2 separate regions of the Drosophila melanogaster genome follow, and region 2 is linked to region 1. The links are chromatin contacts, called in public Hi-C maps. All regions are on one chromosome and are shown on one strand. Each heading gives the region's core, a stretch centred on a gene start, on an enhancer-like site or on the middle of the called end of the contact. The rest is flanking DNA. Distances are from core to core; before and after follow the strand shown.

Region 1 (4,995 bases), core at 2,096-4,595:
GTGCGCTCCGGCTTCACCGTATACCCGACGGGCAGCCACTGCTCCGGGAACACCCATCAGCTCGCCCACGGGCACCTGGAAGCACAACTCCACTGGCTATGCTAGCTACGATTCCAACTCTAGTTTCGGAGACCTCCAGGAGAATCTGGCCATGTCGCCAAGGTCGCCCAGTCCGGATGTACGAGCACGCTTGGTTCGACCCAAGTCCCGGGTGGAGAAAGCCCGTCTCAACGTGGGATGGTTGGACTCGTCCCTTTCCATCATGGAGCAGGGAGTTAGGGAGTATGACACTCTGTGCCTGCGCTTCAAATACTTCACGTTCTTCGATCTGAACCCCAAGTACGACCAAGTGAGGATCAATCAACTGTACGAGCAAGCCAAATGGAGCATTTTGAACGAGGAATTGGAACCCACCGAGGAGGAGACCCTCATGTTTGCCGCCCTGCAGTTCCAGGTGAATCATCAGACGGATCTGCATCCCCCAGGCATCGATTCCGGAATAGATACCTCCAGTCAGGAGACTGGCGGCGAGGACGACATTGACTCCGCTCTCAACGAGCTGCAGATCACACTCGAAGGACCAGGAGGTGGCAAGGATCAGGGCAACATCACCAGGATACCAGAGCTGTCGGACTATTTGAAATTCCTCAAGCCTCAAAGGTTCACCCTTAAAGGATACAAGCGCTACTTCTTCACCTACAGGGATCTGCATCTGCACCTTTACAAATCGCAGGATGAGTCCAGGCGGGGAGCTCCCACCATCAGCATCAATTTGAAGGGCTGCGAGGTGACGCCCGATGTTAACCTGGCCCAAGGAAAGTTCGCCATCCGTCTGGAAGTTCCGTCAGAGATCAGAAATGGTCCGAACAGTGAGGTCTGGGTGAGATGCGACAACGAAGAGCAGTACGCCAAGTGGATGGCAGCCTGTCGTCTGGCCGCCAAGGGTCGCTCTCTAGCCGATAGCTCTTACGACAGCGAAGTTAGCAGTATTCGCTCGCTGCTGCAGATGCAGAAACCCGCCCAGGGAGCTCCGCTCACCGTCAACCCGCGAAGTGTTGAGCCCATGGATTACCTATCGCCCAAAATGATGCGCAAACTATCCAGCAAGGCGGTGCAGAGGATCCTAGAGGCCCATGCCAACGTTCGCCAGCTGAGCTTAATGGACGCCAAGATGAAGTACATCCAGGCTTGGCAATCTCTACCAGACTTCGGTGTTACTCTCTTCATCATCAAGTTCGATGGACACAAGAAGGAGGAGCTGTTGGGCGTGGCCAACAATCGTATCATGCGCATGGACCTCAACACCGGCGATCACATAAAGACCTGGCGCTACAACACAATGAAGGCCTGGAATGTTAACTGGGGCATCAAGTGCATGATGATTCAGCTGCAGGACGAGAACATCGTCTTCTCCGTGCAGTCGGCCGACTGTAAGGTGGTGCACGAGTTCATCGGCGGCTACATATTCATGTCCATGCGATCCAAGGAGAACAACCAGACGCTGAACGAGGAGATGTTCCACAAGCTGACGGGCGGCTGGTCGTAAACGGATTGGCGCAGTCTGGAGCATTGGACTGGAGTCTTGAGTGCCAAGCACAAACCTCGTCGCATGTTCTACAGTTTTATCTACATATATTTACCTAATGTAGGGTGCGTTGATTTATGGGTTGACTGGTAATCTGTGGACCACACCAAGCAACTTCTTCGTAACTCTAGTTGTTAGTTTCTCAATGTTTTTTTTCTGTTCGGTTTATCAACCTAAATACGTATATATTTTGTAAACAACTTTGACGGACTAGTGTCCGACACCAGAAGTTGGTTTTCTTTTGTCGGCATTTACCTAAAAAAAAAAATAATTAACTTTATAAGTATAAGTCTCTTAAATTTGTGTTGTCCAAGTTGTCCAAGAAGTTGTCCAACGATTACCTACATTTTTAATCAACCCAGTCAGTCAACCCACCCAAATCGAAAGCGTTCGTGTATAAGTGTTAATGGAAATGGAATTCTAGACTAATAACAATCACCACGCTGATAACGATTATGATAACGATGTTGTGCCTTCGCCAGAGCAATCTTAACCCAAAACAAGTCCAAGTCAATGTCCTGTGTTCTCTGTGTTGTCTGTTTCTAACACAGCGTTAAAGTTACACTACTTAAGTCCATTTTTTACCACACTTGTGCGGACTTGCGCGACTAACCCGCAGTTTTATATATTGTATATTTATTAAACAAATTAATAAGCAGAATAAATTATTTTATATGTTTTTAATGACCGTAAATGGTGGCTGGCTTGTTTGTTTTTACATATGCATTCCACTGGCAGTTGGTAACCCGAGTCCACTGGGATTACTCATCCAACTTTTATTGACGCGCTGTGTGCTTCTGAGGGGCGTTGATGCAACAGTCAACGCGTTTAATATAAAGCACGGGTATTGTTATTAATAACAGCGCACTCAATTGGATTGATAAGCGCACCACGGCGTTGTACAGTGGGTATATATGGGGATTCGAGATTATAGGCGTGCCGTGCTACGCCATTGATTGATGGCCGCGACCCAAAGCTACGTATGTGCCTCGGAATGGGGCAACTTCTCACGCAATGGCTGGCGAAATCTTCAATTTGATTTAATTTAACGGGGTGACTCTTAATAAGGAAAATGCCAGATATGAATAGCGCATGACAAATAAATACCACTTCCAAGTATTATCTATAATCAAAAAAAAAAAAAAATGCATTTTAATATTTGCTACAGTCGTAAGTACTTACATTACTAATGTAAGCTGACTTTAGTAAAAAAAAACTATGATTAATGCAATCAGCGCCCACATAAAACCGAATTCTTATAATTCAACATTTGAATCACAAGATGATAGAAACAAATTTGTTTTTAAATGTTCTGCACTCCTGTGATAAAAATTGACATGATTAATATAGAAACAATTTTAAGGAATGAAAAAACAAGCATTTCACATTTATCTTCTCTAAAGAAAAATAATACTTCTTGACACTTGCACAAAAAGATTTAAGTAACAGGGATAATACAATTTTTTTTGGAATCTATTTTAATCACGATTAAATGAAATAGAAATGAATTTGATTTAGTTACATATGTAAAATATTTACAAGAATTTTATAAATTAAATGTGTTACTTCGATAATTTACCACTTTCACAAAGTTATATATTTACGTATATTTTTATGTTTAAATGTTAGTAAATATTAAATCATATTTTTAAATCGTAACAGTAAATAACTTAAATACTCGATATAAATTATCGATATTCAGAATTATGATTTGAGAAACATCGGTTATATTTAACATTCATCGCGTTTTGTTCCATCACCACTGCATCAGCTGCTTGAAAAAATACCAAAAGTGTTTGGCCGTCGCGCATTTTCAATTGCAAATTAAGCGCAGCTAACTGCGATTAACGACGATGTTTCCGCATTAGAAAGAAAATCAAGCTGATTTCAGCGAGTTAACATATTGAAAAAGTAAAGAATTCTCGCTCTTTTCGGTTCTTCGTGGCACCTGCGATTTGCGTTGCTGTTTTTTTCGTGCATTTCGATTCGTACACACGCACACATACACCCAGACCCAAACGGCCGTGCAGCGAATGCGTGTGTGTGTGAAATTGTGCAAAAACGTGAAACGATCGAGTGGGATGGTCGGTGGGGGAGGGGCTGAGCGCTGTTGAAAGCGGAATATTCATTGTTTTCTCGTGTGTGCACTATAAATTAATATTTACGTGTCTGCGTCATGAGGGGACCACTAACCGCCCGCCATCAAAATCAGCAGCCAAGCAGACAGCTGCTCATTTGGCGAGTGTAAACAAAGCAGCCAACACACACACACACACACGCACGCATACAATCGTTTACATTGCGGCGACTGCGACGCCAACTGCGCTGTCTTCAACTCGAATATCGAATTTCACATCTTTAAGCCAGAAATCTCCATATCCACCGCATAAACCACTTCCATCTGCCGCAACATCTTTTGTCTGGACAACCTGTTCGCTTACAGACAGGAAGTTTGCCAATTTTCTCAAGTTTAGCCAAGTGCAGCGACTGCGACGTCCGCGTTGACGTCGACGCTCCTCAGCCAGCGTCGCAGCAGCTGCGCAGCTGTTTAATATTCGGTGAGTATTTCGAAAAACAAAGAAAAACCCTTTCCAGCCAAACACCCGGTGGAAATGTTGTACAAATGTCCAACAAAATAATAGTGAATGGAACTAGCCGCTTCGTGGAATTCGGGGTGTGATAGCTGTGGTACAGTAGAACCCCCGTACGCGGACCCCAACTAAACTTAATTTTATTTCTTAAACTTAAAGTTATTTGCCATGAAATTGAGCTAAATAAATAATACTTCTTATGATGATAGGATACAATGTTAGCCGAAAATATTAAATCGAAGGGTAATTTAACTGGGTTTTGTTTTGAATCGCGGAAGTACGGCTGTATTTATTTTTAGATACACAATGCCAGCGTTTGTACCTGGGTTATTTCTGTACCTTAAAGTCACCATTTTCGAGTATATGCACATATGTGTAGTTAACGACAGATGCCGCGTTACGGACGTTCGACTGTATCTACATACGACACAGCTGATGGACTGGCAACCTGCTCTCAACTGGGCGTTGTTGTCTCGTTGGACATCTCTGTGTGGCTCTCGCATCCGCTAAGTTCCAGTTTCCGCCCGAATAATTAGTCAAACTGTCGCCGCAAAGTGTAAATTCTATTATTCGCTCCTTAACAATAGACATTAGCAATCTGGCTATCATTTTGTTCATCCCAAGGGGAATCCCATGGGGCGTGCATATCGGTTACATTCTGTGCCTGCATCTGCTCACCTTTTATTGCGGTCTATTTATAAACTCCACTTCAGCACGCGCCAAAGTTCAAGCCGCATTTCCTGAGATCCCGAACCACCTACTTCTTCCTATATATGTACACAGATACATATGTATATGTATCTCTTCTTAGTGATAGGG
Region 2 (4,658 bases), core at 269-2,768, 5.6 Mb after region 1:
TATAATCTACGCACCATTCTGCTCGTTCTCCGTGCATTTCTTATCGGGCATTATTCACAAAACAAATCCCGAGATGAAGGTTCTGCGACAGGTAAGCGCCGACTATTTGATTGAACAACCCGTTTAATAACAAGACGCACTCAGCTGTTCTGCGCCAGGTAAGGTGAAAAGTGCACTGTTTCAGCGACAATGGGAGATTGGGATTAGCAGCCGCAGAGCGCCGCATCTGGCGAAATTGAGCGAGCGAATGGAACTGAGCGCCGTACAACATGGCGTATGCTTCTATTACACATACGCACCGGCTGCCCACACACACACACACCCATATTTTACGAGAGAGCGCAAGAGAGCGCCAAGGATGGGATGATGCGCAGTTAAGTTGATGCCACAAGGAAAAGCTTTCGGGACGCACTTTTCCTCTCTTTTTCGGAATCAGCTGTTTTCGATAGGTAATTTCCATAGAATTTTTAATACGTCATGTTGCAATTTTAGATATGTAAAACGTCACACAGAGCGAAAATTTCAATAATAAGTATTAATTTTTTTTATAAAATAATCACAGACCTCATTTCTAAAGTAAGACAAAATTGCGGCTTAGTTTCATTACATCTGCACAACTCAGTAATTTCTTAATAACACACAGATATGCAATAAAATTGTTTCATATATATTTCAATGGGTAATAAATTTCCAAGGCCCCATAAGACTGTCAATATATTTTCCTATTCATAATAACATAAAAAAACCCTAAATATCTGAGACAATAATAAACATTTAATGCTGCGTTTCCCACTTTTAAAACCTATATGCATGCGGCTCTTTTTGTGCACATACTTAGAAATTTATTTTTTGTCTGTGTATCTGTGCTGTATGCCGCTTTCAATTGGTTCTGGATAATTGTTGCTCTGCAAATATCTCTGCTATGTACTTTGTACATACCAGCAGAAATGTTTTGTTTTCTAGATCTCAAATCCGAGGTACAGTTCTTGCTTTTTCATTTCACGGGGGCTCGTCTTTGCTTTTGTTGCCCCCGAGATGTTTTCTTGTTGTTTGTGCAACTGTACCTGGGATGCTGAACAAACGAACGCGGCAGAAAAACACTGCGATTTGTTAAATTGTTATTTTCGTGCCCATGGCTAAATATAAATGAACTAATGCCAAATGCTGACGTACTCTTCTCCGTGTTTTATCCCTAAAAACTGACGCAAATGGCATTGCAAGTACAGGAATAATGGAGCCGTGGATAGCGGGTTGGTGGGGCAAAAACCACGTGCCGAATGCGACGCATGTTTTGAGTCGAGGCGAAAACAAAGGCACGCACACTTCAAAATCGAGTAGTACACCATACTGGACTTACTTGAAACATGTGAGGTAGCAAAGTGTCGCAATTACTTTTAAACTACAAACTATTAATCACTGAACGATGCGGTTTGTACAAGTTGGTCGAAAAAAACTTGTACTTTGTGATTTCACTTGGATGCAGCCGCTGCTCAGAAAATGCAAAAGCTGAATGAATCAGAACGCTTTTGAATTGAATTTAAGCGAGGGAAGTTGAGTTTCTGTTTATGGAGTTGTTTGGTGCGAGAGAGCAAGAGATAACGCAGAGGAGAGTTGATTTAATCAAGCTGAAGCATGGATACCCTTACGTTACAAGACAATAAATGTATCTTTTGGTTATCTGGTTATTTTATGGGGTAGGAAACGCATCCCTCTTCACACAGTCATAATACATATGCTTCGAAAGGGAATATCGGGGAGAGTAAAAGAGAACCGGCATATTTGTTTGTGTCGGTCACTCGTTTTGTTTTGTGGCGAAAGAGCGCCACAAAAGGGGAGCACAAACACGTGTGTCCAAAGAGTTGGAGAAGCAAGAAGCTCTTCCGTTTTAATTAGTCTCCGAATGTCTATTGGGTATATTTCTTATCCGAAAACTGTTGTTGCGTTGGCTCTCAAAACTTCCCCACACGCTTTTGCTGACACGTTTTTTTCTCGATCGCCATTGAGCTGTGCGAAACGTGAATTTGAGCAGTAAAAGAGAATGTCGACTTTAATGATTTTTCAGGTATGAAATATGCCCTCTAATTTTTTTGATCATATTTTTATTTTGTTAACATTCAACTTATTAATAAGAGTTTGCTGAAAATGTAATCCACTTAATTGTTTATCACTTAAAAATTTTTTAGGTAAAGTTCTCTCATATTGATTTAAAATTGCAATGTGAATAAAGTAACACTTCGTGTACCCCTTTTCCAAGTATAACCATTATAAACACAGGATCGTATGGCGCATAATTAATGGCTGTCTATTATTTTTGGACTGTTGCCAAGAGAGACCTACGCCTTAGAAGATTAAACTTCTTGTTTTTGTTTATGGGGCGCAAAACAAGTTTCAAATTTCCGACCGCAGACAAGGCGGGCGAGCGTAATGGAACCATATTACTGAGGTCAAAAGAACTTCGATTATATAATAAGGCCATGTATTCAGTATTCAAGATCAGAGACGCAATGGAAAATAACCTTTGACGTGTGCCAAGGAAAAGCTGCGGCTTTTTTATCCAATGGTACAAAAACCAACTTTGGAATTGATTCAGCCAATCATTGTAACGTAAATAGATTTTATCAACAAAGAGGTAAGAATGAGTACTTCGTGTATGGGGCTTAGCTGAATTTATTAGGAAAGTAGTTTGTAAATATGGTTATTTTTATGTAGATTTTGCTTTTGTTTCTTTTCATTTGTATTATCGAAACGAGTTAGGAAAATGTGTCGGTTAAGATTCCCAGATTCTGATATGTCGCCTTCAGGGAAACAAAGTCATCATGTCATCCAGTGGACATAATTGGAGGACCAATGTTAAGAAGAAGACTCCTCCTTAAAATGTTTAATAGGTTTTAATATGATTAAATAGTTATGAGTTGAGTGAAGTGGGTGTACCTGGGTAGTATTAAGGGCGTATCTAGGCAATATATGGCTCGCAGCAAGTAGCACCAATTCATTACGTCCCTATGTAATAGTTATTTATTCATATGCTAAACATTTGAACATTCGAACTTCGTTAGCAATTTTCGCGCTCTTTCCCCGAAGCCCTATCGATACGTCAATCGATAGGCGAGCTTTCAGAATTATCCGAATGCACCGCGGCGGTCACACTACGGAAAAACAAAAAAGAAATAGCGCTGGCAAAATAGACGTGCTGAGCGCTGTAAAAAGTCAGATTCGTGTTGAAATTGGAATAATAAGTTTTTTATTTTCCGTGCGCTGGTCGAGCTCGTTGCTTCGACAATTCGAAAAGCGATCGAAAGGAGCAACCTTGTAGGCCAACAGCCAGGCGTAATTTACGCAACGCACAACACTCACAAAATCCAAAATTGCACGGGGGGGCAACAATAAAAACAGAGGCAGAACAGAACACAGCAAGAAGAGCGTGGTGAAGAGGAGCGGCGGAGAAAGGAGAACGGTGAACAGGGAACAGGGAGAGAGCAGAAAGGAGAGTCCGAGAAACGGAGGAAACATCATGGCGAACATGGCAGTGTCGCGGATCAAGCGGGAGTTCAAGGAGGTGATGCGCAGCGAGGAGGTGAGTCCCGAGCTCCAAGGCCGAAGGACACTCAAACGGCACCTCGGCAATGCCAGCTGCACCACCGCCCCTGGTCGTGGTGCAGGGGGCGGGGGAGGGTGTCCGCGAACGTTGGTGGCGTTTTTGGCGCGCTTATGGGCTCCGTTTTCTTTGTGAAATGTAAACATTGGCCCCACTGATTTGTTAATTTGGCTTGTAATCCCTGAACAGATCGTCCAGTGTTCCATCAAAATCGAACTGGTCAATGACAGTTGGACGGAGCTGCGCGGCGAGATCGCCGGTCCGCCTGACACGCCCTACGAGGGCGGCAAGTTCGTCCTGGAGATCAAGGTGCCCGAGACATATCCCTTCAATCCACCAAAGGTACGTAATAGCCATGTCAGACTTTGTGCACCTATACAATATGCTAGCTTAGAAATAAACAACTCTTACATGAGTACACCTCATCTTTCAAAAATCGTATCTTATGACTTCACTTCGTAGAAAGTGACACTTCTATGAATCCACAATGTTAACTTGAATTCTGAAAGGCGCAATAAGAACCTGTAACTTGTAATTGAAACCTAAATAAATTGCAAACTTCTTCGCAGGTACGCTTCATAACGCGCATCTGGCATCCGAATATATCGTCGGTTACGGGTGCGATTTGCTTGGACATCTTAAAGGACAACTGGGCTGCAGCGATGACACTGCGCACCGTACTGCTGTCGCTGCAGGCGCTCCTGGCCGCCGCAGAGCCGGACGATCCACAGGACGCAGTGGTGGCCTATCAGTTTAAGGACAAGTACGATCTGTTCCTGCTTACGGCCAAGCACTGGACCAACGCGTATGCGGGCGGACCGCACACCTTTCCCGATTGTGATTCAAAGATCCAACGTCTCAGGGACATGGGCATCGACGAGCATGAGGCGCGCGCCGTGCTCTCCAAGGAGAATTGGAATTTGGAGAAGGCCACCGAGGGCCTGTTCAGTTAGCTTGTCCCAGCCGCACTAGCATCAGTACCATTCGCGGCGGTGGCAGCACCAAGAACACCGGCCAACTTCAGCATCAATCCTTCAGAACGGCAATCACGCTAAATTCTTGT

Evidence for each region. A called contact is a pair of places that touch in the nucleus more often than the background predicts.
Region 2: a contact with region 1 is called in a Hi-C map of the Kc167 cell line, with 2.7 times the contacts expected there. The contact joins the promoter of Prps here to the promoter of Ack in region 1. A contact is called at or near these places in 2 of 107 Hi-C or Micro-C datasets (the Kc167 cell line and embryo).

The regions. Positions count from the first base shown.
Region 1 is chr3L:4,104,841-4,109,835 of dm6, forward strand. It overlaps Ack (Activated Cdc42 kinase), which reads left to right and starts at 3,346. Exons shown (of 3, transcript NM_139602.3): 1 at 3,346-4,143. It overlaps Fit1 (Fermitin 1), which reads left to right. Exons shown (of 2, transcript NM_139601.4): 2 at 1-2,276. The coding sequence ends at 1,546. lncRNA:CR45670 (long non-coding RNA:CR45670) reads right to left here and starts at 2,630. Exons shown (of 1, transcript NR_124778.1): 1 at 2,303-2,630.
Region 2 is chr3L:9,695,182-9,699,839 of dm6, forward strand. It overlaps Prps (Phosphoribosyl pyrophosphate synthetase), which reads right to left and starts at 1,519. Exons shown (of 7, transcript NM_140088.3): 1 at 1,358-1,519. It overlaps Ubc4 (Ubiquitin conjugating enzyme 4), which reads left to right and starts at 3,155. Exons shown (of 3, transcript NM_001300085.1): 1 at 3,155-3,574; 2 at 3,785-3,937; 3 at 4,165-4,658. The coding sequence starts at 3,512. The coding sequence ends at 4,548. It also overlaps asRNA:CR45121.